Regions from separate parts of the Mus musculus genome. Here regions 1, 2, 4 and 5 are each linked to region 3. Evidence: chromatin contacts called from public HiChIP or PLAC-seq, Micro-C and promoter capture Hi-C data. All regions are on one chromosome and are shown on one strand. The core of a region is the stretch at or near the end of the contact, and the rest is flanking DNA. Distances in the headings are between cores, read along the strand shown. Region 1 holds the start of Fgd2 (FYVE, RhoGEF and PH domain containing 2). Region 2 has its middle 22 kb from the start of Gm26885. Region 3 holds the start of Cdkn1a (cyclin-dependent kinase inhibitor 1A (P21)). Region 4 holds the start of Pim1 (proviral integration site 1). Region 5 has its middle 36 kb from the start of Gm36199.

The links. Promoter capture Hi-C pulls out the DNA fragments that hold promoters and counts their contacts. Hi-C and Micro-C count contacts between places; a contact is called where the count stands out from the background. HiChIP or PLAC-seq counts read pairs in DNA pulled down with a chosen protein or histone mark. Capture Hi-C pulls out chosen DNA fragments and counts their contacts.
Region 1: a contact with region 3 is called in a promoter capture Hi-C map of liver, with 2.2 times the contacts expected there. The contact joins the promoter of Fgd2 here to the promoter of Cdkn1a in region 3. A contact is called at or near these places in 12 of 39 promoter capture datasets (3T3-L1-derived adipocytes, the C10 cell line, the HPC-7 cell line and 7 more), 5 of 484 Hi-C or Micro-C datasets (cerebellar granule neurons, group 2 innate lymphoid cells, pro-B cells and 1 more), 6 of 115 datasets of contacts at active chromatin or transcription factors (the HPC-7 cell line, bone marrow-derived dendritic cells, embryonic hindbrain and 3 more) and 3 of 9 other capture datasets (adipose tissue, liver and pancreatic islet).
Region 2: a Micro-C map of the G1E-ER4 cell line shows a contact between it and region 3, with 5 times the contacts expected there. The contact joins the enhancer-like site here to the promoter of Cdkn1a in region 3. A contact is called at or near these places in 3 of 39 promoter capture datasets (embryonic stem cells, liver and neural stem cells), 2 of 15 datasets of contacts at CTCF or cohesin (large pre-B cells and pro-B cells), 8 of 484 Hi-C or Micro-C datasets (B cells, the G1E-ER4 cell line, Th1 cells and 4 more), 13 of 115 datasets of contacts at active chromatin or transcription factors (the NIH/3T3 cell line, bone marrow-derived dendritic cells, bone marrow-derived macrophages and 9 more) and 2 of 9 other capture datasets (liver and pancreatic islet).
Region 4: a contact with region 3 is called in a promoter capture Hi-C map of liver. The contact joins the promoter of Pim1 here to the promoter of Cdkn1a in region 3. A contact is called at or near these places in 1 of 39 promoter capture datasets (liver), 11 of 484 Hi-C or Micro-C datasets (CD4 T cells, the G1E-ER4 cell line, LSK cells and 7 more), 12 of 115 datasets of contacts at active chromatin or transcription factors (CD8 T cells, the SCID.adh cell line, T-cell acute lymphoblastic leukemia and 5 more) and 2 of 9 other capture datasets (adipose tissue and liver).
Region 5: an HNF4G HiChIP or PLAC-seq map of pancreatic cancer cells shows a contact between it and region 3. The contact joins the enhancer-like site here to the promoter of Cdkn1a in region 3. A contact is called at or near these places in 3 of 39 promoter capture datasets (the C10 cell line, hippocampal neurons and liver), 1 of 15 datasets of contacts at CTCF or cohesin (the NIH/3T3 cell line), 9 of 115 datasets of contacts at active chromatin or transcription factors (CD8 T cells, the HPC-7 cell line, bone marrow-derived dendritic cells and 5 more) and 1 of 9 other capture datasets (liver).

Annotation. Positions count from the first base shown.
Region 1 is chr17:29,358,535-29,363,218 of GRCm38.p6, forward strand. It overlaps Fgd2 (FYVE, RhoGEF and PH domain containing 2), which reads left to right and starts at 2,380. Exons shown (of 16, transcript NM_013710.4): 1 at 2,380-2,623. The coding sequence starts at 2,559.
Region 2 is chr17:29,511,027-29,516,114 of GRCm38.p6, forward strand. No RefSeq gene overlaps it. Among named protein-coding and RNA genes, the nearest start is that of Gm26885, 22 kb to the left of the region's middle. Within about 2 kb of position 3,590, at least 61 of the 459 cell types and tissues checked have an H3K27ac peak or open chromatin away from gene starts, as enhancers often do. A contact at or near this core is called in B cells, the G1E-ER4 cell line, Th1 cells and 4 more, where this site is marked.
Region 3 is chr17:29,091,233-29,096,060 of GRCm38.p6, forward strand. Cdkn1a (cyclin-dependent kinase inhibitor 1A (P21)) reads left to right here and starts at 2,537. Exons shown (of 3, transcript NM_007669.5): 1 at 2,537-2,629.
Region 4 is chr17:29,488,493-29,493,440 of GRCm38.p6, forward strand. It overlaps Pim1 (proviral integration site 1), which reads left to right and starts at 2,293. Exons shown (of 6, transcript NM_008842.4): 1 at 2,293-2,733; 2 at 2,833-2,939; 3 at 3,028-3,078; 4 at 3,173-3,539. The coding sequence starts at 2,652. It overlaps Gm26885 (predicted gene, 26885), which reads right to left and starts at 3,052. Exons shown (of 4, transcript NR_168683.1): 1 at 2,685-3,052.
Region 5 is chr17:29,396,282-29,401,476 of GRCm38.p6, forward strand. No RefSeq gene overlaps it. Among named protein-coding and RNA genes, the nearest start is that of Gm36199, 36 kb to the right of the region's middle. Within about 2 kb of position 2,045, at least 179 of the 459 cell types and tissues checked have an H3K27ac peak or open chromatin away from gene starts, as enhancers often do. A contact at or near this core is called in CD8 T cells, the HPC-7 cell line, bone marrow-derived dendritic cells and 4 more, where this site is marked.

The sequences.
Region 1 (4,684 bases), core at 1,130-3,629, 270 kb after region 3:
AGGGTTTCTCTGTTGTAGCCCTGGCTGTCCTGGATCTCCCCTGGGTTTTTAAATACATACAGAAATAATGTCATTTGGCATTTGGGGTTTGCTTAATCAGGACACAGAAGGGAAATCGAAAGAGCCACACATAGGTGGGGAATGAACTCTGGTGTGGACTGAGAGGGCTCATGGGGGTGAATTATTCTATTCTGTCTACCCTCGTGTATGTTCTTCATTTTTTTATGACAAAAAGTGCAAGGGGATCTAAGGTATGTTCTTCATTTTTTTATGACAAAAAGTGCAAGGGGATCTAAGGACGATGCTCAGTTGGTAGAGAGCCTGGCCGGCTCTGCATCCTCAGCATGGCATAAAACTAGCATTGTGGGGCTGGAGAGATGGCTCAGCAGTTAAGAGCACTTGCTCCTCTTGCAGAGGCCCTGCATTTGGGATTAGTGAGACTTAGTCCTCAGGACTGGGCTGGCCTCTGGTGGCAAACACAGCTGGGGGGTGGGGGAGCTCAGAGGTGCAGGGTTGCTGGGCAGGAGGCTCCAGGCTCACAGCTACCACAGCAGAAACTCTGCCAGGCACTTTGGGCTCCAGGATGGCTCACACTTGATCCGAGGACAAAGACTAGCTTCAGTGGAGGGTCCTGGCTCAGGATCCATGGGAGAGCAATGAATGAATGGCTTTCCAGCTTGAATGAGCAGAGCAGAGGCGCTGGTCACGTGTTCTAGAAACCCTGAGTGACCAAGAGGCAGATTTCCCTAGGGTGCTGTGATCAGGGGACCCTGAGGATGGAGTGCATGGAGGTCACCCTCCAGGTTCCCTGGGTCTTTGCTGGAGTCATAGGACACTTACCTGGGCTTCAGAAATGGCAGTTCTTCCCCTGTTCTTCCTGGGTGACCTCAGTCAGGTGTCTTGACTTCCATTGGCCTCCATTTCTGATAAGGGAGCACACTGTGTAACACAGCTATGGGAGTGAAAGAGAGGAGACTTGTTAGCTCTAACCCATAGGGGCTCTCCAACCCGGGCCACTAGAGAAATATCAACATCATTAAGACAAAAGCATCCAAAGAGGTGTTGGGGACCACAGGACCCCTTCCTGCATATCCTCACAGTCTGTGGGGTTTTTTGTTTTGTTTGCCCTATTTTTCTTTTTTTTTTTTTTTCCGGACAGGGTTTCTCTGTGTAGCCCCAGCTGTCTTAAAAGTTACTCTGGAGCTGGGCGTGGTGGCGCTCGCCTTTAATCCCAGCACTTGGGAGGCAGAGACAGGTGGATTTCTGAGTTCGAGGCCAGCCTGGTCTACAAAGTGAGTTCCAGAGCAGTCAGGGCTACAGAGAAACCCTGTCTTGAAAAAAAAAAAAAAAGTTACTCTGTAGACCAAGTGGGCATCAAACTCAGAGATCTGCCTGCCTCTGCCTCCCGAGTGCTGGGACTAAAGGTGTGTGCCACCACCAGTTCAGCTTTAGATGTTTTTTTTAGGGTAGGAGTACAAGAGATACAGTGTGTGTGGGTTGGAGCCCAGAGGCAACCTGAAAGAGTCTGCATTTTGGGTGGAGAATTGGTTCAGAGGTTAAGAGAACTTAGAAAGGACCTAGGTCCCATTCCCACAACACCCTCTTCTGACCATTGTGGGTACCAGGCACGAATGTGGTATAATAGACTCACACAGGCCAAACACTCATACACATAAAAAATAAAAGTAAATAAAAAGAAAGGAAAAGTCTATTTTTTTTCCACCATGTGGGGCTCCAGGGTTAGACTCAAGCTGCCAGGCTTGGCTACAAGTACTCTTACCCCTGAACCATCTCAAAGCCCACCCCATCCGACCCCATTTTTTTTTTTGAGACAGGTCTCACGTAGCCGAATCTGGTCTTATACTCATTACGTTGTCAAGGAAGAACTTGGACTTCTCCTCTCAAGTGGGTGCCATGGGCATGTGCCATGATACCCAGTTCTACAGTGCTGAGGATAAAGCCCTGGGCTTCCCGCATGCCAAGCAAGCATTCTCTATCAGCTGAGCTACATCCCCAACCCTGTGGTCCATTTTAATTTAAAAGCTGTTTTTCCATCAGCAGTGCACAGCGCCAGATGCAAGGAAGATGCTGAGAATGGTACTAAGTAAAACATCCCTGAGCCGTCCCCTTTCCCCCCATGCAGAGAATTGGATATCCAGGAAGCTGCTCATCCCAGGATCCGGCTCCAGAAACGTCCTGTGACCACTGTTGCCACAGCCCGTGCCTTCTCTAACAGGACTGGGTAGAAGTATCTGAGAGGTAAAGGTCAGATGCCAAGAGGGCCGGGCAGTACTTCACAGGCTCCTCCCACAGCAAGGAGAGTTTGACAGGCTCCTCCCACAGTAGGGAGTGCTGGCCTCTCTTCCAAGCTACTGGGACCACTTCCTCTTTTTTCACTCTGAAGATAGGAACTGCCCCAAGGCAGTCAGAAGCGATGGGCAGATTCCAGGCTGTGGTAGACCTGCTTCACCCGCTGGCCAGGGAGTGCTGAGGGCACCAGCCTATTGCCTCCCTCCCTGCTTCTGGGGTAACTGAGGACCACCTTGCAGGCTAGCAGGATGGAGCGAGCCTGTGAGAAGCAGGACTCAGTGTGCAACCTGGTGGCTGTGTTTGAGAACAACAGGTACAGATGGTGGGGGAGGGGTCGAGCCCTTCTATCTGATCTGGTACTTTGGGGCAGCACCTGGGGTCCCTCCATCCTGGGTGCCTGGCAGTACAGGCAACCACTGCTCTTGTGGTAGTAAGCTGGACAGGGTGAGCATGGGAGATCTCCAATCCATGCACACACACATCCCACTCACACCAGGACACAAATGGGAACAGGAAGGCGGGACACAGATGGAATGTGGCTGACTGGGACAAAGCAGAGCCATGCTCACCAGGCCTCTCTCCTAAGTTCCTTTCTATACCTCAGGGCTTACTCTGATGGCCCTAGGGTGTGACTTGTTTGGTTCCCATCATAGGGAGAACAGAAGAGGGGACACAGGAACTAGCTTCTTTGAATTTTGGGGCTGTGCTGGCACTTGTGTCTGAAGGGAAAAGACAAAGCCAGGAGTGGGAGGGGTCCTGAGTGGCCTTGGAGGGGCGTGAGTGTGAGACATGAAACCGCTTTGCAGGCCTGTGGTTTGGGAGTGCCTTTGGTCCTCTGGAAGCAGATAGAGGTTGGCCTCAGGAGGCTTAGGGGGAAGCTGTGGGGACCTGAGAGACGAGGGGAGGAGGGGCAGGTGGAGGGAGGGGCTGAGCCCTGGATTGTTGTAGAGGGTTCCAGAACCCGGGTACACCACAGTGAGTCCCCATGCCTTCAGCAGCTAGATGCTGGGTAAAGCAGCACTCTTACATGAAGATAAGGAGTCTGCCACCAGAGTCCCCAGCCCTCGGGAGCCACAAGAACAAAGCTTAGTGCCTAGAGTTCTGTGGAGGATGCAGGGGTAGATTTCTACTTGTGATACAAAGTTCCGTCCTTCTGAGACACCAGGCCACAGGCTTTAGATGCCCTGGGAAGGCCTCCACGCTGTGTTGTGGGCCTGCAGGCCATGCACAGGAGGTGCCTGGGGCCTCCACGTGGAAGCCCACATTCACCCCTGCAGAAGTTTCACTTCCTGGGTGAGCAGCCTGACTCTGCCTCTCCAGGAGCTTGGCTGAGTGCATCCTATTCAGCACCTGGGACAGCTCATTCCCACCGCCCTCTTGGCCCACCACACTCATGCTGGAGGGGGCGTAGGCTCATGTAGATGCCAGCCCTTGGGCTACTGAGTGGTGTCTGGCTGCACCTTGCAGGTAGAGTAGCCATACAGAGGAGTGGGTCACTAGAAGCGTGGTCAGGAGTGTGAGAGTCAGGCTCTGAGCAAGGGGACCATGCAGGCGTCTCTCTGTGGAGCCCTTGGTGCCTAGCTGATCTGAAACTGAGGGCTAGAGAGGAAACAGGCACAGGCCTGAGTGCTTAGAAATGCAGAAGCTGAAACCAAATGTACAGGAGAAAAACCTGAGACTCAGCACCCTCTCACCCAACCCCCTCTCCCTGGCTGCAGGCCCTGAGGCCAAGGAACTCCATTTTCTATGTCTGGAATGGGCCACCTCGGTCCTTCTTCCTACACCAGGCCCTGTGACCAGGACAATCACCTCAGCTCTCTGGGTCTCTCTGTCCTTGACATCAAGAGGAAAGACAGCTTAGCATGGAGGTTTGGATGTCAGCTGCCCCTACCTGCCCCACTTTCAGGTTCCCATCCTTTCTGCCTCAGTCTCCACATCTGCAGCATGGACGCAGGGACATTCTTTCTCATCGGGTTTGGAGGCTCGGTACCTGTCTGGCCTCCGTTTCCCTGTCTGTCTTTCTCGAGGGGATGCCTACCCAGCGCTGTCACCCTGGCTATCTCCCTGCACATGCCTGGCTCTGGCAGTGTGGGTTTCTCTGGCCTACAAAGGACTGGTAAATGCTGCACAGCAAAACTGTCCTGTGAGGGCTGAACCTGGGGAACAGGGACCCTGCTCTGCAGGATGGCTTTGTCCCCTGGTAATTGTGTGAAGGCCATAGGCATCCCTGAAAAGGCCCAGTTTCAGCATCTGAGTCCCTGCTCTGAATTACTCTCTGGCGCCCACCTTCCCTTGATGTATCGGGAGAGATACAGAGATGAAAGCAAGGGGGAAGAACATAGGTGGGCGTGATCCTGAGGGAGCCCCTGAAAGA
Region 2 (5,088 bases), core at 2,340-4,839, 420 kb after region 3:
AGGAAGTGCCTTCTAAGTCGCTTTCTGGTTATTGGTAGGATCCAACTACTTGGGGACTGATGTTTGCGAACATTAGTGAATGAAAAATTGAAAATAAGACTGAAGAGATTAGCTCAGCGGTTAAGAGCACTGACTGATCATCCAGAGGTCCTGAGTTCAATTCCCAGCAACCACATGGAGGCTCACAACCATCTGTAATGGGACCCGATGCCCTCTTCTGCTGTGTCTGAAGAGAGCAATGGTGTACTAATATACATAAAATAAATAAATAAATCTTTAAAAAGAAAATAAAAAATAAAGAAGATACCAGTGTTCGTAGGTATGGTGGAAGAGGAGGTTTATTGTAGATGCGAGGGAGAGAGCCAGCAGCTGGGAAGTCCTGGAGAGTCCAGAGTGAACAAGACCTGGCCCTGGGAGGAGAGGGGAGCAAAGGGGAACAGAGGGCTGGAAGAGTAAGGCCAAGTTTCCAAAATGGCTGCGCTATCTAGGGAAGGCAGCTGGGGAAGAACACCCCAGCCTCTGGGCTGGAGAAATTTAGGGTATGCCAGCCATGCCCTGTAACAGGCAGGGACTGAGGGATGCTGGGAGAACCTGGGGCCAGGGTTGCTTTGCTATGTTAAATAGGCACCTCTGGTAGTCATTTGTCCTGGGTTTGAGATCTAACTATAAGTTCCCAGCCAAAGGAACCTCTCTGTAGGGAGACTACCAACTCTGGGGCTCTGTCTTGGTACCACCAGCACTGAAGTCTATACGGTGTTAACAAGAGCTTTTCAGGTGGTGAGAGCTTAGTGGATAAAGATACTTGTGGTCAATCCTGGAACTTGTGTGGTGGAAGGAGATTTCCATATGTGCTCCGCAGCACACTAGTTCTTCCTAGCAAACAAAGAGATGTCATTCATATATATATATACATATACATATATATATGAATGACAGGGTTACACTGTATAGCTTGGCTGGCCTGAAACTATGTAGAATGGGCTGGCTTTGACTGCAAAAAGGCCCTGGGTGTGCTTCTAATTCTAGAGCCCTGGAATTAAAGGCAGGGGCTCCAACCTAGTCAAGACTAATTTATCTATTTATTTATTTATTTATTTATTATTTATTTACTTTGGAGACAGGGTCTCTCTGTGTAGCCCTGGCTGTCCTGGAACTTTCTCTGTAGACCAGGCTGGCCTCCAACTCAGAGATCTGCCTGCCTCTGCCTCCCAAGTGCTTAATATTAAAAGTGACTTAAAATAAGTCACCATCCAGTGACTTATTTTATTTTATTTTAAAGATTTACTTATTTTATGTATGTGAGTACACTGTAGCTCTTCTCAGACACACTAGAAGAGGGCATTAGAACTCATTAGAGATGGTTGTGAGCCACCATGCGGTTGCTGGGATTTGAACTCAGGGCCTCTGGAAGAGCAGTAAGTGCTCTTAACCGCTGAGCCACCTCTCTAGCTCCCTTTTTTAAATTGTAAATTATGTGTGTGTCTGCATGTGCACATGTGTGCTCGAGCTCGGGTACCTTTCAAAGCCAGACGGCAGCAGCGTCAGATCCTTGGAGTAGACAAGCGCGTTCATTTGTTTTGAGTCTGGGTCTCTGTGTAGTCCTGGCTGTCCCCGAACTCTCCATGGGGATCAGGCTGACCTACCTTTGTGGCTTGAGCCCTAGAGTGAAAGGCCTGTGCCACTATACCCGTCCCCAACAGTAAGCCTCATAAATAGACTTTGCATTAAAATGTAAAATTACGGCTGGGCGTGGTGGTGCACGCCTTTAATCCCAGCACTCTGGAGGCAGAGGCAGGTGAATTTCTGAGTTCGAGACCAGCCTGGTCTACAGAGTGAGTTCCAGGACAGCCAGAGCTATACAGAGAAACCCTGTCTCGAAAAACCAAAAACCAACCAACCAAACAAAAAAGATAAAATTACACTCATTTACTCATGAGTGCGAATGTATGGATGTGGGCTGGCCATCCACCGTGAGAGGGCTGGGGTCAGAGGGCAACCTGTGGGAATCGATTCTCTCCTCTGACCCTCACCTTGTAAGCGACCGCTTATCTCTTTGCTAGGCTCTGTTTGTTCCCAGGGCATAGGTACTGACCTGCTCTTGCTGAGCTCCGTGACCGGTGGACCGGTCTTAGTGGAAGCAGTTACATAAACAAAGTGGATTTCAGAGAGGTCAAAACCGAAGGGATGGGGGAGGGCTTGGGTCATCAGTGCAGAGTGAAGCCCAGGGGAGGTGGGACTGAGGCCTGGGGACTGAAGCCAGGGGAGGAAGGGTGGTAGAAAGGGAAGAAGCAGGAGCCAGCTAGATTGGAGTCCGTGAGCCAAGAGCGACACTTGTTGGCCGAAGAGGGGGTAGCCACCTGTGACAGGCTGCGGAGATGGGGTGGGGCTGGAGAGGTCAGGAGTAGAAGTGGGAGGGCCTCCCTAACAGAAGCAGCCTTAGTGGAAGTGTGAAGGCTTCCCCAGAAGGTGATAGAGTGGAGAATATGGGAGGCACATGGGGCTGGAGAGATGGCTCAGCGGTTAAGAGCACTGACTGCTCTTTCAGAGGTCCTGAGTTCAATTCCCAGCAACCACATGGCGGCTCACAACCATCTATAACGGGATTGGAAGCCCTCTTCTCTTCTTTCTGAAGAGAGCAACAGTGTACTCACATACATAAAATAAATCTTAAAAAGAAAAGAAAATGGGAGACACACACCTTCACAGGCCAAGGCAGGTGAATGAATCTCTGTAGGTTCGAGGCCAGCCTGGTCTACAGAGAGAGTCCCAGGATAGCCAAGGCTACACAGCTCATTTTTGTATACTGAACCTTAGAGTTTCCCACACCAAGTACCTTCTAGTGTCTCTTTAAAAAGCTAAACATATCTATTTATTTTTTTCCTAAGATTTATTTATTATTATATCTAAGTACACTGTAGCTGTCTTCAGACACACCAGAAGAGGGCATCAGATCTTATTAAGGATGGTTGTGAGCCACCATGTAGTTGCTGGGATTTGAACTCATGACCTCTGGAAGAGTAGTCAGTGCTCTTACCCGCTGAGCATCTCCAGCCCCCATCTATTTATTCTTATTATTACTGTGTGTGTGTATAGGCACATGGGTGCTATGGTGTGTGTGTGTGTGTGTGTGTGTGTGTGTGTGTGTGTGTGTGTGCGTGTGTGCCTGTGTGTACATGTCAAAGGACAGCTTTAGGATGAGGTTTCCAGGGTTGAACTCAGGCTGCCTGGACCCTGCAGCAAACACTTTTAATCTGAGGAGCCATCTTTTGTGCTTTCGGGCCCAGCCATCTTTTTGCTTTTTATTTTGTTATACAGTCTCACCAAATTGCTGGAGTTCGAATTCCGGTAGGCCTGGAACTTTTTGACCCTCCTGCCTTAGGGTCGTCAGCTGGTGGAATGACCCGCTTACACCTGGCCCGGCTCAAGTTTCTCTTAATCGAGTTTATTTCTGGTTTCCAGCCTCCTCACTTCTGCTGTGACTGGGCTGAAGACACCGGGGCAGGGATTAAATCCTGTTGTAGGTTTCAATACTGTTTGTAGAATCTTGTTTTGGCCGGCAGTGCTAACTGGAAACTTGTCGCCGATTGCCACCTAGTGGTCATTTGAAGAACTGCCCCAGGTCCAAATGAATTTCTCGCAGTTTATTGGGAAAAGGAGTTAGACTGCTCGCTATTCTGAATTCGGTGAGTACACAGTAGGAGGAGTGTTCAGGGCTGGGAGGAATGTGATTCAAACGAATAGTGTTGGGGAGAATGGCTCGGTGGGTAAGAGCTGCCAAAGCATGTGACCCTGAGTTCAGATCACAGAAGCCAGTCTGGAGCATGGTGTGCACCTGGAATCCCGGTACTGAGGCCGGAGGATTTCTGAGGTTTTTAGACAGCTTAGGCAGTGTAGCCAGGCAATAGCAAACTCCAGTCTGGTGTAGGAGAGACCATCTTGAGGGGATAAAGAAGAGTGATCATGGACATCTGACATCTGCCTCTGGCCCCCATGCACAGCCCCACGGGGACGAACAGATCTCCACTCCCAGACACTTCTTTTACTTCACTTTATTTTTTGAGACACGGTCTTATAGGTCTAATGTAGACTAGGACTCTTTCTGTAGACAAGGTTATCTTCTAACGCACAGACATTGGACTTCCTCAGCCTCCCAGTGCCGAGACAGTGCCGAGACAGAACGTGAACCCCACCGTATCTGGCTTCAAACACTTTTGTTTTGTTGTTCCTACACAGCATATGGTCTCAAGCAGCCCAGGCTAGCCCGAAACATGAACATACAGATGGGGAAGAGTTTGAACTCCTGATCCCATACCTCCAATCACCAAACACAGTTTCCAGGCCCACACCACCACCATGCCAATGTTTAGAAGGCTACTTATTTGTTCATTTGTTTATGTACGTAGTTTTCTGAGACAAGGTTTAAAGGTACTAGATAGGATATAAGGTAACCCTACTATCCCACTCTCCATTGAGGCTGCTGCATATTAGGAGTTAAGAAGTGTATAGAAAGCCGGGCGTGGTGGCCCACGCCTTTAATCCCAGCACTCGGGAGGCAGAGGCAGGAGGATTTCTGAGTTCGAGGCCAGCCTGGTCTACAAAGTGAGCTCCAGGACAGCCAGGGCTATACAGAGAAACCCTGTCTCGAAAAAAACAAAAAACAAACAAACAAAAAAAAAAACCAAAACAAAACAAAAAAAACCAAGAAGTGTATAGAAGGGTTGGAGAGATGGCTCAGTGGTTAAGAGCACTAACTGGTTTTCCAGAGGTTCTGAGTTCAATTCCCAGCCGCAACATGGTGGCTCACAACCATCTGTAATGAGATCTGAGGCCTTCTTCTGGCCTGCAGGCTTACATGCAGGCAGGATGCTGTATATATAATAAATAAATAATTAAAAAAAATTTATTTAGCCGGGCAGTGGTGGCACACGCCTTTAATCCCAGCACTCGGGAGGCAGAGGCAGGCGGATTTCTGTGTTCGAGGCCAGCCTGGGCTACGGAGTGAGTTCCAGGACAGCCAGGACTACACAGAGAAACCCTGTCTCAAAAAAAAATTATTTATTTATTATATGTAAGTACACTGTAGCTGTC
Region 3 (4,828 bases), core at 1,287-3,786:
CCTCCAACCATGTTTCTGAGTATACATTCACGTGCAATGGTGTGCCTGACTATACATTCAAGTGCAAGGCCAAGAATGTTTGTTAGAAAGACTGAGTAGTCCCAGACTTAATAAATATTTGTTGAGTACTTTTGTGGTGCTCTGGGAAGCCAGAAGTTGTTTAAAATAAATCTCTCCAACACCAGTAGGGTAAAGGCACAGGAGGTCACAGCACTCAGCAGTTCAGTATAAGCCTTTATTCAAGCTGTTTTCTCCCAAAGTAAACAGACAGACAATGTCACTTCTATCTGAGAAGCCTGGAGGCCAAGGGGATTTGGGCAGTTTTGACATCCTGTGCTGGCCCCTGACAGCCCAGCCCTGGGATGGACGACTTGGATGCAGGGACTGGACCGTTCAGGAGCTGGGGCATTGTGGGAGTGGCCATTATGTCTGTCCTGGTTTGGGGGTCTGAAGGGGGTCCTTCAACTGTGTTTCTGAACAGGATGAGGCTTTTGAGGGGGGTTGGGAAGGTGGCCAAGCCCTTCCCAGACTTCCACCCCCCATCACAGAAGAGGAGGCCTGTCTAGGTCAGCTAAATCCGAGGAGGAAGACTGGGCATGTCTGGGCAGCGATCTCTAGACATCGGAGAGCAGATGTCAGAACTCACAGCTTCTCCAAAGCAGGATTTTGATCTTTTAACTAAAGATATCCGTTCAAACTAAGACTCCAGTCTCTGCTTTATTTAAAATTTTTGTTTGTGTTTGTTTTGAGAGAGAGAGGAATTTGTTTTTGTTTTAGAGGCAGGATGTCATGTAACCTTGATGAATTATTGGTCCTCCTGTTTCTGTCTCCTGAGTGCCGGGATTACAGATGTATGCCGCTATCATCTAGATGATGCCTTACTAGGGATCCAACTCCTGGCTTCATACATGTTAGGCAAGCGCTATATTAACGGAGCTACATCCCTTTTTGGATGCATGGTGATCTCAGATAGCTCAGGCTAGCCTTGAGCTCCAAATCCCCCCTGCCTCCCAAGTACCGTGATTTCAGGCATGTACCTCTATGCTTAGCTGAGATGGTGGTCTTGCTATGTAGCCCATGTGACCAGGCTGGATCGTGTAACAAGACTGAAGAAAACCCCCTTCTGCTGGGTGTGATGGCTCAGACCTGTAGTCTTAACTCTAAGCAAGGAAGTTAAGGCAGGAAGATTGCCTTGAATATGAGGGCCACCCTGGGCTACATAGCGAGGCCTCGTCTCAAAAGACCCCAAACAGAAGGAAATAAAACTGACTAGAGACATGGAGGAAGGTGGGAACGGAGAATGTCTTACTGCTATGTCTGTCAGGAACATCCGTAGATGTTTCTAGAATTGTCCTTTATCAATGTCATTTTAGTGGACTGTCTGGATCTTGGGAGGGGGAGTATTAGACATTTCCCTCATTTTGGACCCAGAGAAAGAAATCTGCAAGCAGAGTACTCTGGGCAGCTTGCCAGAGGTCAGCAGGTAGCCATTAGTGTGGTCCCAGTCAGGTCTTGATGCTCTCACTTGCAGGATGTATTATGGTGTGAGAAATGTTCACATGCTGGCTTCTGAAGAGGGGAGAGGGGAGGTAAGGAGCCTGGCGGCTGTTTTTCTTGGTAGTCCGTGGTCTGAGAACTGGACTCAATCTCCCCGATTTCTGAGGCGGTTGACAGCATCCTTTCCTTCTGTGGAACTGCTTTCCTCGTCTGTGAGACAGGGAGGAAATGATCGCGTTCTGGACCCGATGTCCGAGGGGCTTCTGGGAGGAGGGGGAAAAAAATCTCCAGACATAGTGGGACTTCTTGGGATTTTAAACTATTTTTTATTATTTATGGGCTTGTTTTGTTTTTGAGAGGGTCTCAATGGATAGCCCAGGCTGGTCTTGAACCTGTAACGCCCCTCGTGCCTCAATCTCCCAAGTATAGGATTCCAGGCTTTTGCTATCATACTCAAATGATCAATTTATTTATATTTGAAACAGTGTCACATATTTCAAGTTGGTCTCCATCGGAATAGGTAGCTGTCAAAACGACCTTGAATGCCTATTTCCCCCTCCTCACCCCCCACTGGGCGCTGTTATTACAGACGTGACCCCGCATGCCCAGTTTATGGGGCCCTGGAGCTCCAACCCAGGGCTTCACTTCCAGCAAGTTAGGCAAACACTGTACCAACAGACCCACCTCCCGAAACCCAGGATTTTATTTACTAATATCAGTGATCTGGAAAAGAGTTAGTCCTTCCCACAGTTGGTCAGGGACAGACCCATAAACACTCACTCAGCTCTAACTGTACTGTTGTTCATAGATGTATGTGGCTCTGCTGGTGCGCTGCGTGACAAGAGAATAGCCCAGGTGTGGGGGAGGGGAGGGCGCGCCCTCTTAACGCGCGCCGGTTCTAGCTGTCTGGCGCGGGCTTAGATTCCCAGAGGGGAGGGCGGGCCAGCGAGTCCCCGGGATCGGTGAAGGAGTGGGTTGGTCCTGCCTCTGAGGGGGCGGGGCCTGGGCCGACGCTATAAGGAGGCAGCTCGACGCCAACTGCAGCAGCCGAGAGGTGTGAGCCGCCGCGGTGTCAGAGTCTAGGGGAATTGGAGTCAGGCGCAGATCCACAGCGATATCCAGACATTCAGAGGTGAGAGCTTCGTGGCAGGGAACAATAGTTCTTCCCCGTAGCAATGCGCTGAGCCCAGTGGGTGTCCCCAGAAGTGTGTGTGTGTGTGTGTGTGTGTGTGTGTGGTGATGAGTGGATCACCTGTGTGTGTATATGTGTATTTGTGCGTGCCCGCCAGAGTCACAGGTGTGTCCGCGGCAGGTGGATGACGGGTGTGGGTCTGAGCGTCCGTGGTGGCTGAAGGCTTCGTTTGTTGGAGTGTGACGAGGGTCAGGCTATGTCGCGGACTCGGCATACAGAGTCTGAACTCCAGGACCACGGATGGCAGCCACTCTTCCAGTCCTTGGAGACCGGGTCCGAGCGATGGCTGGCGGGGATCGGCTACCGGGAGCTCGCTTCTGGTTGCCAATGTTTCTAGGGATTCCAGGTGCGGCTCGCCCAAAGCGTGAGAATGAAGCTCACGGTGCCCCGAGATGGGTCCTGGGTGGCGGTTGTGACAAGCTTCGGCGAGTCTATCTAGAGCTTAGCGCAGAGCGGTTCTCCGATCCCATGGGTGCCGCCGGATCCCCGGTCCTTGTGAACCAAGTGCCCTGTTTCGCGGTAGCCACCACCCCACTGGGCTCTGAGGTCAGCGCGAGCTGTGTCCTCCGCCCTCGGGATCGTGCCTGGGCACGTCCTAGAGGACAGGCGAGGAGGTGACTCATTGTGACAAGGAGACCCCGGGCACTGGATTGAGACCAGAATCGCGCCACAACTGGGGATGGGTCAGTGGCAGCCCAGAAGCCCCTTTCCCTGCCCGGGTACAGCCTCGTTCCTGCCCCGTCCCCTCCCCCGCGCGGCACAGTGACCTATTTGGCGGGCACAGTATGTTCCCAGGGAACCCGGGACACGGGGAGGTCCAGGACGCGGTGTCCGGTCCCCGCTCGGCGGCGCGCCCTCGGGGACAGGGAGTCTGGGCGGGTCCTGTCCACCCTGCCAGCCCGGGAAGCGCAAAGGGTCCCACCCACCGCGCCCACCACGACCCGGACCAGTGACCGTGGGGCGCGAGAGGAGCCCGCACTGTAGAGCGGCCGGTATCCTCGCGGAGTGAGGCTTACGGGTGCCGTACATCAGACGCCCCGGGGCTGGGGCCCTCGACCCAGTCCACACCCAGTGTAGGAAGGTGACCAGGCTGAGTGCGCCCACTAGGGCACATCCATTCCACTCGGAACCTCCGGGGACAAGGGCTACACTTGCACCCTGGTCGTGCGGGAAATACTTTGGGCTTGGGTTTGGCATTTGGGGGCGCGCTGGCAGCTTCCTCTGTCCCCTACGTCGCGTTTCAGAGAGGACACTCAGGCGGTTTTTTGTTGTCCTCGCCCTCATCTATTTTTATTTTCCAGGGATCTGACTCATCGCGTGCTTTGGGCGTGGAGATCAAGGTGGAGGGGGCCAGAGCTAAGAGCACTTTCTTTGCTCTCGAGTGTCCGTGCGTGCGTGTGTGCGTGCGTGCGTATGTGTGTGTGTGTGTGTGTCTGTGTACGTGCGTGTGTGTGTGTGTGTGTATGCGTGCGCGCGCGCGCGCTCAGTCTGGTTTCCCAACATAGGCGGGAATTTAGGAAGCCTGGGCTCATCGTGACGTGTTTTGTGGCCCGGGGTCCCCCTCCTTTCCTCTCCTCTCTCCACCCCAGGGTGACGCGCAGCTCCGGTGCCCAAGCAGTTTTGGCGGGCGGGCAGCGCCGGGCAGGAAACTGACTCACCACTCCTTGCTCGGCCTACGCGCCGCCTACCGAGCGCCATTTCCTGAGTGCACAGCGCCCCCTACCGGCATCAGTGAGGACTGCAAGGCCGGCTAGGCGCGGGTGGCACCACGGGCTTCTGCCACCCCCACCGCGGCTTAAAGGGAATTAAAATATGCCTGATGGCCAGATACAAGTGATTTTAGCAGGGTGTGCTAGCGGACTATTAGGGAGGCGTGGCCCTTGAGAGACAAGGTGGAGATCGTGCCCCTCTTGGGTTCCTGGTCTTATCTTCAGCTATGAAAAACTGGGGACTATCCAGCCTTAGCCGAGTCCATTGGTGTCTTCCCTTCCTTCCTCTGGCCCCTGTGAGCTACCGTCTGGGGAAGGGCACCAAACTTGTTTTTCGGCTCAGTTTGTCTGGGGAAATGAGCCAATCTATATTTCTATATCTATATAGATCTCTCTCTCTGTCTCTGTGTGTGTGTGAAAGAGAGACAGA
Region 4 (4,948 bases), core at 1,043-3,542, 400 kb after region 3:
GATTTTCTTCTGTATGCCAAGCAAGGACCCTACCAACCGAGCAGCATCCCCAGCCCAGAAAGATTTTTTTTTCTTTGTAAGAACCCCACATGACCATCAGATGGGTGGCAGTGAACGAAGGCTTAGAATTTGTTCAGCAAAAAAATGTGGAAATACACGCGCCTTGTTCAGAACGCAAGGCTTTGAATAAGCGACAGGACTGGAGTGTATGTAGGTTGGTGACAGGGTGCATGTGTAAGACCCTGGATTGATTTCCCAACATCAGACACATTCCGAGAAGAGGACAGGGCACTTTGGACAGGTGGACTTAGTTTTCAGAGGCACAAAGTCTGGAATGTGCTGGGAGATTGAAAACAAGTGGAAATAGTCCTGTTTGGACAGAGCTGAGGGCCTGATAGAGAACTGGAGGTAGTTGTACTGGTGTTTAACACATATTTATTTATAGACAGAGTTTCTCTTTGTAGACAAGGCTGGCCTGGTTAGAATGTTGTGGTTTTAACGTTGGGCACCACTCTAGGCATACCTGTTTTCTGATTGCCTGCTCAATACCAGTGCCATAGATGTTTTTAGGCTGATTAAAGGGAGAGCTCTGAACCCTCAGGAGCAGAATTTGGGCCATTCTCTCTGCTGTCGTATGACCCTGTGTCATCCCAGTGACGAGTCATTTTCCTATCTGCAAAAAAGGAAGTAATTCTCCTTCCCCTGGGTTTTTCTCCTTTCGTCATCAGAAATGAATGAGTTAGTCCACAGAACACAAACAAAGGGAAATATGTAATGTTTTGTAAGAGGCATCCATAAAAGTTATGGAGTCTCTGGGCATCTTTATAAGCAGCATGGAAAACTTGTAAAGGAAGCATTTAAACGCGTGCGCTAATGACTACATCCACAACAGGCTCGTTCCTCCTTTAAAGATCTCTCAGACCTAAGAACAACAACAAAAATAACGAACAAGGGGTGTAGCTGGCTGTCCATGACTCTGGCCACCAGTATCTCAGTTTATATGGATTACACAGAATGAGAGTTTACCCATTTCCACACGTCGTTATCAACTCTCCATGAAGTTCAAAAGGACAAAAGATGAAAGCGGACTCGGCTAGCTTTCCGTGGTATTTCCACGTGCATGTGGGGACTTTCCTTTGAGACAAGGCTGGGGTGGGGGCCAATAATATCTGGTATCGCCTGACTGCTAATACCAAGCTGATGAGAAGGTAACTACCGCAACAACCTCTGATTAAACCCAGCGGCACCCTCCCACCCTCGCCCGCGATCAGGAATTTTCCTGCTCCTCCCGCCCTCTCAGAAGGGGCTGAGGCAGCATTTGGCAAGAGAAAGCTAACGTTTGTGTCGTGATTTCCTCTCTCAGGCGCTCGGACATGGACCGAGGGGATCAGGTACCCCGGGTCCCTTCTAATTCTCTCTGCATTTCTAAATTGAGAATCTTTGTCACCGGCTCCTCGCATCCCAGGTCTCCCCCACTTTTCCTCGCAGGCCTGTGACTGGCCTCGGTGTGCAAAATGCCGGTGACTCACGTCTTGCACAGCCTTCGCCCCCAAAAACACAATCATCACCCCCAGGATCTAGCCCACATAACATCGTCAACCCGCCCCAGCAGCCTTGGAGGTCTCCGGGCTGAGTCACACCAGAGGACCACCCTGGTCGGCATCCACACACACGCGGTCCCTACTCATGGCTTCCGCGCCCGCCACACCAACGCCCTTCCATTTCTCACAACTTGCTACGCTCCAGCTCCAATCCTCGACCCCCCTCCACAACCCAAATCTCCGGGAAACACAGAGCCGGCAGAGCTGGCCTCGGGCGGCCTTTGATGGCTTTGTTATTGTTTGGGTTTGAATCGATACGCCCCTCCCCATCCTTCCTCCCCCGCCCGCGCGCGCCACCCAGCTCCCGCCTCCCTGCACGCCCAGCGCCCCTCCCCCTCCGTTTTGGCGCCTTTTCCTTCCCGCCACGTCGTGGCGGCGTTAGCGACCATTCTGACCGCGAGGCGAGAGGCGGGGCCCGCAACGCCTTATGCAAATAGGGCGTCTTCTGGTTGGCTGAAGCCGCGCCCGAGGGCGGGGCCGGGGAGAGGGGTGTAGCCGCGAGGGGGCGGAGCGGAGGGGAGCGGCCCTGGTCCCGCCGCCTCCCCGCCCCCTCTCCGCCCTCCGCCGCCGAGCCAGCCCGGCTCCCCACCTCGGCCTCCCGGAGAGGCCCCGCCCCGTCCCCGCCCGCCGCGCGCGCCCTCCCCAGCGGCGCGCTCCGCCCCTTTACTCCTGGCGGCGGGGCGAGCCGGGCGTCTGCAGCAGCGGCCGTGGCGGCGGAGGAGGCTGGAGGGGAGTCGGCAGTGCCGGCGGCGGGATCGGCAGTAGCAGCAGCAGCAGCAGTCACAGTCAGCAGCAGCCCTGGGTCCCGCAGCGCCTCTCGCCCTGCCGCCTCCCGCACTGCCTGACCCAGCCGGCGAACCCGCCCGCGGCCAGCCCCGCCAGCGCCCTCAGTCGTCCTCCGACTCGCCCTCGGCCTTGCGCGCCAGCCGCAGCCAGAGCCGCAACGCCACCCGCAGTCTGAGTCCCGGCCGTCGGCTCAGCCCCAGCTCGCTCCGCCGCCGCTGCTGCTCGTCCCGGCACCGGCGCCGCACCGACACCCTGGAGGTGGGGATGCTCCTGTCCAAGATCAACTCCCTGGCCCACCTGCGCGCCGCGCCCTGCAACGACCTGCACGCCACCAAGCTGGCGCCGGGTGAGTGTCCCCACCCCACCCTGGGCGCGCGGGTCGTTGGGACGCCGGGAGACCCCCGCGTGGGTCGAGCGCGCTGAGTGTCCCGTGCCTCTTTCCTAGGCAAAGAGAAGGAGCCCCTGGAGTCGCAGTACCAGGTGGGCCCGCTGTTGGGCAGCGGTGGCTTCGGCTCGGTCTACTCTGGCATCCGCGTCGCCGACAACTTGCCGGTGAGTGGGCAACGCCGCCTCGGGGAGGGCGCGCGGAGGGATGCTTTGAGCAGGAGGGTCTGATGGAGACTCGGGGGTCTTCTTCCAGGTGGCCATTAAGCACGTGGAGAAGGACCGGATTTCCGATTGGGGAGAACTGGTGAGTGAGCCGGAGCCAGAGACCCTCTCATGGGTGGGTGGGTGGCGACGGGCGTGCCGGAACCGGCGCGCTAACCCTCGCCCTCACTCTGCAGCCCAATGGCACCCGAGTGCCCATGGAAGTGGTCCTGTTGAAGAAGGTGAGCTCGGACTTCTCGGGCGTCATTAGACTTCTGGACTGGTTCGAGAGGCCCGATAGTTTCGTGCTGATCCTGGAGAGGCCCGAACCGGTGCAAGACCTCTTCGACTTTATCACCGAACGAGGAGCCCTACAGGAGGACCTGGCCCGAGGATTCTTCTGGCAGGTGCTGGAGGCCGTGCGGCATTGCCACAACTGCGGGGTTCTCCACCGCGACATCAAGGACGAGAACATCTTAATCGACCTGAGCCGCGGCGAAATCAAACTCATCGACTTCGGGTCGGGGGCGCTGCTCAAGGACACAGTCTACACGGACTTTGATGGTGAGCCAGGCCCCGGGGAGGGAGCTGCCCAAGGTGCCGGCCTGGAAGCCTCTGGCGGCCTCGGCTCCGGCCCTTTGTAAAGGTCATTGGGCCGCCTGGCTCAGAGCTGGCAGGGGTGGGGCAGAGGCGAGCTTCCCGGCATAGTACAGCCGGGGATTTCGAGCTGGTTGAACGAACCTGCAACATTTCTGGCGTGATTGGGGTTTTGTTGTTGTTGTTGTTTTTGTTGTTGCTGCTGGTGTTTGCTTGTTTTTCTTTTCAGCAGGAATTTATTAAATTCCATGCTTTCCCGGTGAATAAGAGGTCGTGGGTAGCCGGCTGTAGCCCAGATTTCTAAAGTATGACCCACTTTTCCCTCCAGTAGGAGGTGGAGCCGTTGGTGGCGGGAGACATTGGTGCTGATTTTTTTCTTTTTCTTTTTCTTTTTTTTTTTTTTTCTTTTGTAGTTTTGTTTTGTGGGGGAGTTTTAAGGTAGTTCTTAGAACTGCAGGGTTTTGTTTTGTTTTGTTTTGTTTTGCTTTTGAGGGTAAAGGAATAAGAGCCGCGGTTTCACCCCACTTGGGGGTGTTGTGGGGTGACGAGGCCTGGAATGAATGTTGTGAAATAAGATCTGTTGCTGGTTTGAAAATTAGTTGGGAGTCTCCGCTGGGAGGATGAAAACCTATCTACCATAGGGAGGGGCTTGGATCGCGTTCTTTCAGCAGTGGAGGGCAGGAATAGTAGATCAAAGCGCGAGGGTGGGTCACGATCCGAGTGGCTCACCCGGACAAACTATGGCCTTTCAAAACTTGTGACTCTGGCTTGTGGTTTGAATTTCTTTGGAGGATGCCGGGCTGGGCTGCGTTTTTTGTATTTAACAGTTAATGGCTGGCTGAGTCCTCCCCTGTGTTTTTCCCCCCCTGGGCAAGTCTTTGCTGCCCCCTGTTGAGCACCACGAGGCTAGCACCTTTTTTTTTTTTTTTTTTTTTTACTCCCCAAAGTTTGTAAACAGGAATCACGTGGTCTGAAACCAGCCCTGCAACTGTACCTTTCCAGTCTAGGGAGTGGGAGAGTGCAGTGTCTATGCCTTGCTTGCATAGAACCCGGAGGAAAGCACACCCTGAGTTAGTTGTGTATAAAGGCCCTCACCTGGGCCCGGTCTAGATGAGACTGGTGTGGCAGGGCCCTGGGGTCCTTGTAGTTAAAGGCTAACCCACTGAGTGGGGCCTCTAGACTTGAGCTTTTCGGTGGCTTTATTTGTCTTTGGGCCGATGTGTAAGGGATTTGGGTTTAGGGTTTTTGGGCTCCCAGAGAGCTACCATATCATTTCTTCATTTTCTGTCTGGACCAGAGAGGCAGAGATGGAGAGAAAAAAAAAATATGGTTGTTTTAAAGTCAAATCTGCCTGTCTGCCTCCTGAGAGCTGGGAT
Region 5 (5,195 bases), core at 795-3,294, 300 kb after region 3:
TTCCAACTAGGATAAAGGAATCCTGTGACCCAGAATCTGCAGATAGCAAGATCCCTTCATGGTGACTGTCTTCCCAGCTCTTGGAAGGAGAAGTGGTGTGTGTGGAGGGGGGGGGGCGTTGGCTATCTGGTAAGTCCCTATGTGATAAATAAATAAATAGCTTAGGCAGCTGAGTTTGATGTGTGGAGTTTGCATGGTGGAAGAACCACTCCCCTAGCAAACAAGTCTGGTAGCGCATGGCACACAAGCACACACACACATACACACACCACCATCACCACCACCACCACCACCACCACCACCAAATTTGGTGACTGCACACTTCAAACCCTCTCAGCCCTTCGTGGAAGCAGACCAGTTCAAGGCCATCCTTAGCTACAGGGAGAGTTGGCCACCAGCCTAGTAGTTTGTGCCACATGAGACTATGTATCAAAATCAACAACAAAACAAACAAAAAAAAATCTTTTCTAGACAGATTTCTAGCGTCAGCCCAAATGAGAGATTGGCTACATCCAGAATCCATTTCATGCCAACCTGAGATCACCTATCATTTTGCCTGAAGTCTCACGGGTGGCACCCAGTGTGGGCCTGGCATAGCGCCATACTGATGAGGAAATACATAGATAAGGGGAAGAGTGTAGTTCTGTCTCCAAGGCCTTGGCACTGAGAGTGCCACCTGCCCACAGGCTCAGACAGCCACGTGTGGACATGAGCACCTGCCATAGTCCTCCTGAGTATGGTGTCTCCCGGGTCCTTTCGGTTGTTCCTTGACACCAGCAGTGCTACTTTCTGGCCAGCAGGTGGTGCTGTGTGCCTCTGCTGCAGGCTGGTCCAGCCTTAAAGTCTCCCTTGCTGTCAGGAATAGAGAGGACTGAGCTGGCACAGAGCCCACAGGGTATCTGGGCTGCTTGGGGGCTCCTGGACGGAGGTGGGAGGATGGGGTAGGGCAGGCCATTCTGGTTTTCCTATCAAACAACCAGGGGTCTGGTGCCTCCCATCCCAAACGCCGATTAAGCCATGTTAGTCTAAAGCCAGACCTGAGGGGACCCAACAGGACCTCTTAAGTTTTGGGCAGCTCTGGGCACAGAGGTTAAGGAGCATGGCCTCAGAATCCTATTGCTGGCTCTGCTTGTTTGTGTGTATTTTTAATTACTGTCTGTGTATTGTTGTTGTTGTGATTGTTATTATTATTATTATTAATGAAAGAGGGTCATGATAATCCCTAAAGTGAGGTTGTGGTATTCAATTGTGGGGTAGGTACTCTTGAATGGTCCTGTATCCCTCAGAAGTTGGAGACAGACTTAAGAGTCATCAATCAGTTCCTAAACCTGCCAGCGCTATATGAGAACCAGAGTCAAAAAAGAGGCTCAGGGAGAGGCTGGTCTATACTTAAAAGCACTTCTACTCTGGTTTGGGTCCCAGTATCCACGTGGTGACTAACAATAGCTTGTAACTCCAATCCCAAGGGATCTGACACCTTCTGACCTCCATTAGCTCCGGCATGTGTGTCGTTCACATGCACACACACACACACACACACACACAATCACATAAATAATCTTAGCTTTTTTCTTTAAGTTAAAACGGGGGCGGGGCGGGGTGGGGGGAGGGATGCTGTCTGGCTTGTTAGATTTCATCTGAGCAGCCTCACCTCCCAAGCTGCAGGTTGGCTGCATCTGGGGTGGAGTGTGTGCGTTTGTGTTTCCATCCAGTTCCTGGGTGGCCCTGGTGCTGCTGTGATTCTGGCGGACCCGGGTGAGAACCACAGGAGGCTAACAGTCCCAGGAAAGCCAGGGTTTTGCACCAGGCAAACAGCAGTCGCCTCCAGCGAGGAGCGGATGGAGGCCAAGGAGACAGATGGGCACACCCCAGGGCAGCAAGGGTCCCTGGGGAGGAGACACCTCCCCCCTCCACCAGGAGCCTGGGCGGAAGGAAATGGAGGAGGGTCGATCACCCTTTCCCGCCACATCTGTCAGCATGGCCAGCCCCGCCCCCTACGGGCCCTGCAGGGAAGAGGTGGACCCAGGCGCGGGCCCAGGCAGATGGCCGGCCTCTTCGATCCACGTGGCTGCAGCGTTTCCCTGGAACGGGCGGGTGGATCAGTTCCCCCTATCAGCCTGGGCCTTTGCTTCTGGGAATTCACGTTTCCTTTCTCTTTCCTTTCCCTTTTCAATATTAGACTTTAAACAGATTATCATTAAAAACAGTGCAAGGCCGACGATACAGCGCGCCGCAGTGCAAGTCGGAAAAGTTAAAAAAAGAAGAAGAACAAGAAAAAGAAAAAAGGTGATATTAACACCCCAAACCAGTGTTTGGTGAATAATCACTTCAGGACCGGGCCAGTAGCTCCGTGGCAGGGAGCGTGCCTGGTATTCAAAAGGCTGAGGTTAAACCCCTGCAGTAAACAAAACTCGCTGGGGGTTCTTTGAGACACAGTCCCAGTAATTAGACTAGCTTGGGACTTCCGACCCTCTGGCCCACACCTTAAATGCTGGGATCCGTATTCACCACCAATACTGGGTTCACTTGGCAAGGGGTCTGCCATCTGGACTTCATGCATGCTAACCAGCAGCCATACCTGCAGTCCTTCATGCACATACCCGGGGGTGTTTGTTCGTTGGATCGAACTCGGGCTTGGTGGCAAAAAGCCTTACCTGCCTTACCCGCTGAGCCATCTTGCCAGCCCCTTTTTGCCCTTTTTTGGGGTACTTTTGAGACAAGGTCTCACTCCATAGCTCTGACTGCCCTGGAATTTGCTCTAAAGATCAAGAGACCCTCCAACCTGTCATCCTCCTGCTCCTGCCTCCGGAATTACAGCGATCCCACGTGTGCGATACCTGGCGATAACATTAATAAAGTTCATTTGCTTTTCCCTGCCTATGTGTCTGCCTGGCACGGGACATTAAATCCAATTGCTATTGCAGAGTGAGCATGGACCTTTGACATTACGATACATAGGAAAACTAAGGTGAAGGCCCACACAGTGACCCTAGCGAGATAGGAGAAAGCGTCAGCCAGCGGGATTTACACCCCTTCCTGCTTCAGACTTGCAGGCTCATTATTTATTTATTTAGCTTCTCTAAATAACCCCAGGGAAGGGCTGTAGGCCTTAAGTGCTGCCTTGCATTTCAGAAGGCTCGCCCCAGGGAACTTCCTAGAAAGGGACTCACTGGGTCAAAGGGCATGGGGGTGTGAATACTCGGTGTGTTTAAACAAACTGCTTTCTGAAGAGGTTGCACAGGTTGACGTGGGGGTGGGAGGGGCAGTGATGGCGGCTTGCAGGTGCCGAATGGTACCAAACCCTGCCTGTGAAATACAAGGAAGATACTTAAGGACCCACATACACACACACACACACACACACACACACACACACACACACACACACACGGCAATCACCCGGCACAGGCCACCCAGATGCACACCAAAGCATGCGGCGCTGCCCTTCTGCTTGGGAAGCCAAGGTTGCTCAGGTCCTGTTTCATGTCCAGTCTGCATACAAACAGGACTTCAAAACACACCCTATAAGTATCCCCCACCCCACCTCATAGCCCCTTTCCATCTCCCCCAACCCCATCCCTTGCCTCCTTGGCAGGTCCCCAACTCGACCGGCCAGGAAGCAGGGTGTGGTGGTGCTGAGTGCTGTCAGTCCTAGAACCCTGAGTTACAGGCCAGCCTGGTCTACATAGCAAGAGCCAGGCCCGCAACATATGTCTCGAAACAAAACTAAAAAAAGAGTCTCGGCCAGGGTGGCTCACTCCTGTAATCTCAGGAGCTGATTTCGAGACCTGGGGGGGGGGGGTACTGTGAGTTGGAGGCCAGCCCGGGCTACAGAATTAAATCCCCCCACCCCCAAAAGACCAAGCAAGGAGCCACATGCTCATAACCTTAACATTTGAGAGATGGAGGCAGAGAACTCAGGAATTCAAGGCCTTTCTTGCTCGCATACCAGGTTTGAGGTCAGACTAAACAAGAGCAGGGAGATGGTTCTGTCTGTAGAGTATTCGCCTCTAAGCAGGAAGGTCTGACTTCCATTCCTGGAACTCACAGGAAAAGTTAGGCATGGAGACGTCAGAGCTTGGGAGGGACCCCCATCAGGATTCTTGTGACTCAGTGGTAAGCCAGTCTAGCCTAATCAGTCAAGGAGAGACCCTGCCTGCCAATAAACAAACAAACAAACAAACACAAACCTCATGTTAGGTCACTCCCTTTTAAATCTAAGCACTAGAGATCAGAGGCAGGTGTATGAGGCTATGAGTTTGAGGCCAGCCTGGTCTACGTAGACCTTCTCTCAAAACAAAAACAAAAACAAAACAAAACCAAAAAAACCCTTGGATTGGCTCAGATCAATACTCAGTTCAAAGCCGCTCATGCCTCCTGCCCCCCAAGCCTTTAGGGTCTCCCCAGTTTTCTTTGCTTCCTTCTCATCTCCTCTGCTCCTTGACTTCTCTGAATACCACCAACCCCATTCGTGCCTCAGGATCTCTCTCTGAAAACATGTGACCCCCCCCCCACCCCCCGCCAGACATACACTGGTCTCCCTGCCCAGATGGCAGGAATCCTCCTGTCTGCCCCATCTCGCAGAGCACTGGCAGCCTCACTCCCTTACATCCTGTATGGTTCTGCAGATGCCCCCATTACAGTGTCCCCTGCCTTCCCTGTTAAGAGGAACCCCTCCCACCCCCTACCACCCGATGGATGTAGGCCTCCAAAGAGTGGTTATCTGCTGGGGCTTGGAGGCGGCCATTGTCTGGATCCAACTCACAGTTGCTTAGGTGGGGTTGTCTTGTACTTGTGGCCACAGAGTGGCAGGATCTGCCACTTTATACTATTGAAGCAGTGGGTGAGTCTTTTGACCTCTTTGAGCCTTGATGGTGTCATTCATTAAATGGGTATGAGTATACCTGTGCTTCTGGCCATACCTGGCAACAGGGAGGATGTAGGTCAGCAAGAGACAGGCTGCCTGACTCCAGACTTCCAGCAATCATTCCCTCCCCTGAGCCCCTAAGAGTCTCACGGGGATTTTGGGGTAGGGGTGGGGTCCTTGTTATGATTCAGGCAGGTTCTAATTCAGGGTCTCCCTGAAGAAGGGCTCATGCCTCTGCCCCCTTACACTGCCACAGTGCCAATCTCCCTAGGCACCTAAGGAAATCAAAAGCTATAAATGCATGATAGATAGAATACTGCATGCAGAG